Regions from separate parts of the Pan troglodytes genome. Here region 2 is linked to region 1. Evidence: chromatin contacts called from public HiChIP or PLAC-seq data. All regions are on one chromosome and are shown on one strand. The core of a region is the stretch at or near the end of the contact, and the rest is flanking DNA. Distances in the headings are between cores, read along the strand shown. Region 1 holds the start of EOMES (eomesodermin). Region 2 holds the start of CMC1 (C-X9-C motif containing 1).

Evidence for each region. HiChIP or PLAC-seq counts read pairs in DNA pulled down with a chosen protein or histone mark.
Region 2: a contact with region 1 is called in an H3K4me3 HiChIP or PLAC-seq map of stem cell-derived excitatory neurons, with 8 times the contacts expected there. The contact joins the promoter of CMC1 here to the promoter of EOMES in region 1. A contact is called at or near these places in 1 of 7 Hi-C or Micro-C datasets (stem cell-derived neural progenitor cells) and 1 of 1 datasets of contacts at active chromatin or transcription factors (stem cell-derived excitatory neurons).

Annotation. Positions count from the first base shown.
Region 1 is chr2:31,694,858-31,698,815 of NHGRI_mPanTro3-v2.0_pri, reverse strand. EOMES (eomesodermin) reads left to right here and starts at 2,242. Exons shown (of 6, transcript XM_009445060.5): 1 at 2,242-3,268. The coding sequence starts at 2,391.
Region 2 is chr2:32,221,597-32,225,224 of NHGRI_mPanTro3-v2.0_pri, reverse strand. It overlaps CMC1 (C-X9-C motif containing 1), which reads right to left and starts at 1,340. Exons shown (of 4, transcript XM_063805534.1): 1 at 1,322-1,340.

The DNA.
Region 1 (3,958 bases), core at 993-3,492:
AACGTGAGATTAGGTCTCACATTAGGGAGATTTCTCATCCCTACTTTTGCCTTAGATATCTTGCAACTCAGGTCAAGGATAATGTGGAGGATCCCACGAATAGTAATCAGGACCCGCTAGCCCAGGGATAGATACGTCGTCCAAGCCGCCCAAGCTGCACGGCCCCTTTCTTTCCTTGAGCTCGCGTACCCCTCACGGGATCTTCACGTTGACAGTCATGAGGTATTCACAGAGCTATACTACTTGAACAATCAATGTTCGAGACTTCCTTGGGTCAAAATAACACTAAAGCAGGGGAGGAAGGCATGGACAGTGTAGTGATCGAAACAGCCGTGCCAAACACTAACTATACTGATGACACAAAACGCAGGAAGCGCAGGGCAGAACGCGCTCAGTACCAGCTTTCTGGCGATCTGCTCCTGGCCACTCTGTCCCAGGACCTACAAGGCCACCGCCCCAGCCCACTAGTCTCAACTTGCCCCCTCCCCTGTGGCTGTGCCTTGACCCTGAAAATCTTCGCGCACTCCTGGGTTTCACCACCACACACACGCGAGCGCGCGAGCACACACATCAAAAAAGAAAAAAAAAAAACCGTGATAAATGCCCTGGAGAGTCTAAGTGCATTAAGGACCTCGTTCTCGGAGACCCCAGACATGCCGATGTTGGTGCTGCTGTGGTTGGAAAACTGGGTTGGAAAGCTTCGCACTGTTCTACACTTGCGTGTGCGCGCTCAGCAATCCTTTGGCCACCTCATCTGTTGTGGGCGAAGAGTTTCCCGTGTGATCGCGTTCGGTTGGGGAAGCAGAGTCCCGACATCTCAGCCGGAAAATGCGCTCCCGGAGCGATTACTGGCGGCGTCTGTAATTGCTTATTAACAGCGAATATTCAGGCTTCTCCTTATCCGCAACGAAACGTGCCCCCCGCTTCTGTAATAATGAAACGATAAAATATGACGGCCCCGCTCTTGAATCTATCTGAGGAAACGCAGCGAAGAAACAAGCAGCTGGAGTTTAATTCAATATCAAACTGATTATTTCACTAATTATTCTACCTTCTGTATTTGCCGCAGAGCAGAGGCGCAGGGAATCCTAACTGTGGGGCTGTTAGGGAAGCTTTGTTTCTTGGTGTCAGGCCTAACTGAAGATGGTGGTGAAGGGACGGAATCCGGGATCAGGAAAACTGAGCAGAAAGGATTTTAAATTGTGGGGAATAAAAGTGACTGTCTCCCCGAAAGCAGTTGTGTTGGCGTGAGTATGAAGTTGGTGTTAGCTCGCTTAGTTTCACTCTTGTCCTGTCCCCAGTACCCTGTCCAAGCTTCTGATTTAGAAGCTGAGAGCTTAGGTCCTCCAGGATGGCAATGTGCTCTGGCCGTCCCCGGAATCCCAAAAGCTTAGCGCGAGTTTCCTCTCTACAAACCTTTCCCACTGGGTAAAAGGATGGGAACAAACAAAAAGTGGTTCCTGTGCGTTGAAGGCCAGGGAGTTTGCCTTCGACAAGAGGAAGGTGTGCTTTGAAGTTACAGCTTCCGACGAGGAAAGAGACTTCCTTGGGCCTGTCTCCAACTCGCCCCAGTTTCCCCAGCCTCCGGGACGGGCGCTTCCCTGCAAGCTATCAGCTTGAAGAGTCTTTCTCTCTCTGGCCTCTAAAATCTGCTCCAGCCATCTCATTCCTCCAGCGGAGGGCTGAGATGACTAATGCGCCAAGGGTGGACACGGCTACGGAGACCCCAAACTTTGTCCCCCTAAATTCCGGCGAAATTACAGACACCAGGATTGATTATCACAGCGGGACGCAGTCTCAAAAAAAAATCAGGCTAAAGGAAAAGAAAGTCACAGGCGACTTGATCCAATTAGTAAATGCCTAATTGAATTAGTGTCACCTCCATCAGCCAATAGGAGGGTCTCCGGGCTGTGAGGCCGGGAAGCCCCTCCCTGGCCGCAAATATATAAAGCAGCTAGTGACAGCCCATTAGTTTCCAAGTGGTCAACTTGACCGATGCTTTGGCAATTGAAAAAGGGCAGAAAGGCGCGGGCTAGTGGGTGGATGGGGACAAAGATCTAAGTCACCTTCTTCCAGCGTGTGAGCCTGGGAGGAGGGTGGGGGTCCTGAGGAGCAAGAGGTACGAGGAAGGAAAAGGAGAGGGCTTCTGGGTTAGTTTCCACCTCCTGCTTTCCAACTCACGGCGCTTTCCTTCCGGAAAGGACGCTGGATTCAGGGCGCGCCAGTACGCGCAGTAGCGGCCGGCGAGTCGGCAGGTGGGTAGCCCCGGCGCAGGAGGAAGGGGAAGTTACCTTCCCCTCGGAAGAGGGCGCTGGCTCCCCCATCCTGCCTTTATAATAAGGCCACGGGAGGAGAGGAAGCAGCCAGCTGCCGTCTGCGCTTTGCAAAGCATGCAGTTAGGGGAGCAGCTCTTGGTGAGCTCAGTGAACCTGCCTGGCGCGCACTTCTACCCGCTGGAGAGTGCGCGAGGCGGCAGCGGCGGGAGCGCTGGCCACCTCCCCAGCGCGGCCCCCTCTCCTCAGAAGTTGGACTTAGACAAAGCGTCCAAGAAGTTTTCCGGCAGTCTCTCCTGCGAGGCGGTGAGCGGGGAGCCCGCAGCCGCCAGCGCAGGGGCCCCCGCGGCCATGCTTAGTGACACCGACGCCGGGGACGCATTTGCCAGCGCTGCGGCAGTGGCCAAGCCGGGGCCCCCGGACGGCCGCAAGGGCTCCCCCTGCGGGGAGGAGGAGCTGCCCTCCGCCGCTGCAGCCGCCGCCGCCGCCGCCGCGGCTGCGGCCACTGCGCGCTACTCCATGGACAGCCTGAGCTCCGAGCGGTACTACCTCCAGTCCCCCGGTCCTCAGGGGTCGGAGCTGGCTGCGCCCTGCTCACTCTTCCCGTACCAGGCGGCGGCTGGGGCGCCCCACGGACCTGTGTACCCGGCTCCTAACGGGGCGCGCTACCCCTACGGCTCCATGCTGCCCCCCGGCGGCTTCCCCGCGGCTGTGTGCCCACCCGGGAGGGCGCAGTTCGTCCCAGGAGCCGGTGCGGGCAGTGGCGCGGGCGGTAGCAGCGGCGGGGGCGGCGGCCCGGGCACCTATCAGTACAGCCAGGGGGCTCCGCTCTACGGGCCGTACCCTGGAGCCGCAGCGGCGGGATCTTGCGGAGGACTGGGGGGCCTGGGGGTTCCAGGTTCTGGCTTCCGTGCCCACGTCTACCTGTGCAACCGGCCTCTGTGGCTCAAATTCCACCGCCACCAAACTGAGATGATCATTACGAAACAGGGCAGGTGAGCGCAGCGTGGAGGGGCCCCTGGGTTCGGGGATAAAGGGTGACGTGTGGTCCTGGGGAAGGTCCGGGATGAGGGAGCTGAACCCAGTTGTTCCGCGCGGTGCTTAGAGTGTTTCACCGCGCGCAATAAATCTCCGTAGACACCGCATCTCCAATGCGGTGTCCCTCTGTGTCAGTGCCCCGGCGGCTCTTGCAGGGTGCCAATGTTACGGCTGTACACCGCTTTTCCCTCCCATCATCCTCACCTGAACAGACCTGGAGGAGGCGGAAATGGAAATTAGGGCACGTCCACAAGCTGGATTCGTTAGATCCTCCTGCTCGGCGGTATGCTGGTGCATGCCTGCATGCCGGCAAGGAGCCACGGATAGGGAAGGCTCAAGAGCTGGCCACCTGAGCGCAGTAGATGGGCTCCCGCAGTTTTAGGCGCCAGGGTCTCCACGGGGCGTCTCCGGGAGGTGGGCGTGAAGGCTAGAGCGCCGGCCTCGGAAGCTCGGTCCGAGTAGGTGGTTAGATCTGCCCTGGAGCCAGACCTGGCTCGGGTTCGGTGCGCGAGAAAGTTCTGATATACATCCAACTGCTAACACTGGCTACTTCTGGGGAAAGGGAGGGGTGGGTGCTGAGAGAGGGGCACTCAAAGGGGACTTTTAGCCTAAAGTTTTAATATATATTTTTAACAAGAATAACCTAA
Region 2 (3,628 bases), core at 91-2,590, 530 kb before region 1:
AAAACTGTGCGCCAGAACAAATATACAAATTTTTCTGGGGCCAGAGTGTCTGCAGCATACATTAAATGCATCTGTGACCTTAAGGGGCGAAAAGAGGGTGACAATGAAGAGACTAGTCGCGTTAAGTTGGAAACCACAATGGATGATACTTTAGACAACAAACGCAACCTCAGATAACCATAATCCCCAACAAGTGAGAAGATGACCTAAGACCGGGCGAAGCCGCCGCCGGGTATGAGGAGACGCTGGTGGAAGCAATGCTACCCAGAGCTCTGCACCTTTCCCAGGTCGGCCTCCAGCCCGCACGGCCCGCGGCGTGAGACCCGGGGCGAGGCCCCTCGGCAAACCCCGCTTCCCGCCCCGGTACCTGCGGGGTCGAGCGCCATCTCGGCGGGCCGAGAAGAACGTAGCCGCTTGGCGGCTCCGGGGCACGCAGGAAGGGGAGTGGAGGGGAGGGGCTTGGGCTCGGACGCACGTGCGACCTCCGGGAGCTTCCCGCAACAGAAACGCGGGCCCTTTGCAAAGCACCGCCAGGACCCGTTCCCTCTTCCTTCCCAGGCTCCTACTTCCGCCGCCCGTTGCGCCTGCGCCCTTCTGGCCCCGCCCCAATCCTGTAACTAGAGTGGAACTGACTTCGCAGGGGGAATGAACAGGAAAGGGGGCGTGTCTGCGTGCCTTTGGGGCGGGACCGTGCAGGACGCGCGCAGCCTCGCTTCAGGAGGCTTGTGCACCAGTTGCAGACCCGGGTCGGCCGTGACTGGAGGCGGACCTGCAGGACTTTGGGACTGTGCCTCACTCGGTGACTGGGTCAGAGTCCGAGCCCCGTCCCCCATACCCGCCTTCGGAGAACCAAATGAATCATCCAGTTCCTTTTCTTTTCTTCGTTAACGTTCATTCATTCATAAATGTCTATTTCATGCCTGCCAAGTTCCAGCCACGGTTCTGAATACGAGGGGAAAATAACAATAAAAATAACGTCCCTGTTCTCAAGGAGCAGTGTGGCAGAGGAGACAAATAAAAGCAACACGCTGTTAAATGTGATAAACGCCACACGCACTAGTTGTTCACAGCTTGTTCTACCATAAAGGTGATATGGTGCGTGCAATATCGTTATTTCTCCTTCAAATCAAAAACTGTGGCTCTCCTAGACGTTAAAATGTGGGCTCTAGAAGTACCTCTATGTTGTGAAATAATATCCTCAGGACGTACAGTATGATTTGGGTGATGTTACAAATCCTGCCTCTATCAGTAAAAGCTGTATGTTTTGTGAGAGTAAAATGAAGGAAGGTAATAGCCGTCCCGCTGAAGACCCACTACTCACCTCTTCTCAATAGAAGAAACTTTCTAGGTGGCACTTAGGTTCATTTCCACTCACAAACCAGCCTTCAGAAGTGCTTCCTTGTCAAATTCACGTTTAACTGGCTCGAGCCACCAAAGGGTGAGGTGCGGCCTGGGACAGATGGGACAGATGTTTAGAAAAACAAGGAGCAGCTGCTTCTTCCCTGCAAGGGATTCAGGGCTTTCAAAATGATCCCCTCCCCACCTACCTGCAGTCCCTCCTCCCCTGCTGCTGCTTCCGCCTGGTCAGTTGGCAGAAAAGCTGAGGCAGTTGAGCAGGGCTGGGAAAGTGGGTCTCTGCTCAGCAGGTCTCCCGTTTAAGGGCCTATTTGGGCATAACGGCCCTTATTACAGCTGTAGGTTGAGGTGCCAAGGTGAAGAATTAACGTTTCACTCACCCAGCCAGGGAATCAGGTCCTTTTCCTTGTATATTTTGTAAATATGCTGAGAAATACACCAAAATGACTCTGGTATGCCTCTTTTATTGTTCTGAAGGTGAAGGATTTGATTTAGAAAGCTAAAGCAATCTTTTTGAGGAGATGGAGTATGAAAACACAGGTCAGACACCCATATTCAAGTATTAAACTAAATCTTTCTATATGCAAAAGGGTATTATGGTAACGGAGGAAAGTTTGATCTGTTATCTTAGTGAGTTGAGTAAGTTCTATCATTTTTCTGGACTTTGGTTTCCAATTTACAAGGTTGTTCTGAGGAATAAATGTGATATCATATAATGCATTTGAAAGACTTTAAAGGACCACTTCTACCATTTCTGCCATAGCTATTACTTGAAACATTACTATTTAACATTTGTTTTTAAATCAACACACTTTTTAAAAACACTTAAATAGGCACTATTTACTTTAGCCTTATCCTAAGCAACAGTATCTGTAATATCATGGGTTTTGTGTGCCCCATAGAATGAACTGCTAGACGTATCACACCAGGGGAAGCACTAGCAAAAACAGTAGCCCAATACCTGATACATAATAGTATATCTCTCTCTACTCCCATGTTAAACCAGATACTTTGGGGGGAAACTGAGTCTTTACAATCTATACCTAGGGAAGGTAAGTCATTTTTTAAGTTAAGCGAATGTAATTGGCAATTAAAAACAGAAGAAATTTCCTGAGGCATCGCATTATTAATAGGCAATTCTTTGGGTAGTAACTGCAAAAGGAGCTCAAGGAAAGAGGAGAGGACATCATCCTGGAAATTAGGAACAGTGTCTTACCCAGCTGTGATCCCTAGAGCTCAGGCAACGTCTGGTAACCGGTGACCCCACAAAAGCCTTTCTCAAAGGATTGAATGCCGCAATGGTTAGGAAAGACTTCAGAGATAAGTTAGAAGTTATGCTCGGCCTTGAAAGATGGGTAGAATGAGTAGACAGAAAAAAGGGCATCTCATGCTGGGAGAAAAATGAGAGCAAAAGCATCTGGGATTTGAACTGTTCTTGAAGGAGCATGGTGGAGCATGGCAGAGTGCAGGCTAAGGAATGGAATCATATGAACAAAAGCACAGGGGTGGCAAGCACCCGGCTGTGTGGCAGGAAGCACGGGGCTGTGTGGCAGGCATGTGGTGGGCAATGCTTGAAACTACTTCAATGCATTTGAGGATTTGGGAAGCTAGGGCAGTTATGCATTGGCTAGAAAAGTCCAGATTCCCACAGCCTTAAACACTAGACAGAGGTGTGTTTGAATGTGTTACTATAAGCAACCAGAATCTGTTGAAGGTTAATATATAGGAAAAGAGCATTGTGGTCAAAATTTTCTAAAGGTGTTTTATAAAAGTTTTGTGCAGGATGAATTTAGGCAGCGAGGAAAGAGCTAAAAGGCAAGCAGAAAAGTAAGGAGGCTATTGTACTGGTTTGGGCAAGATATGAAAAGAGCCTCAACTGGGATATATAAAAATATAATAAAATATAATATAATATTTTATTATATTTTATATATAAAATATATAAAATATAATAAAATGTTATATTATATTTTATTATATTTTTATATATAAAATATATAAAAGGATGGATGTGAGAGTAATTGCAAAGGAAGAATCTATCCTTTGAAATTGGATTTAGGAGACTAAGACAAAGAGTCAAGATTTCTGGATAATTCCTTTTTTTGGCAAATGTATACAGACAAATGAGAAAATCATGGCAATGTGCCTATTCATGCCTAAAATGATCTGCCTTGATCCTCATTATTGGGGGCTAACAGTGGCGATAATGAAACAGAAAGATCAGTTCAGAGAAATTTGCAGTAATGCAGGGTAATAACAGTAGTTGAACCAC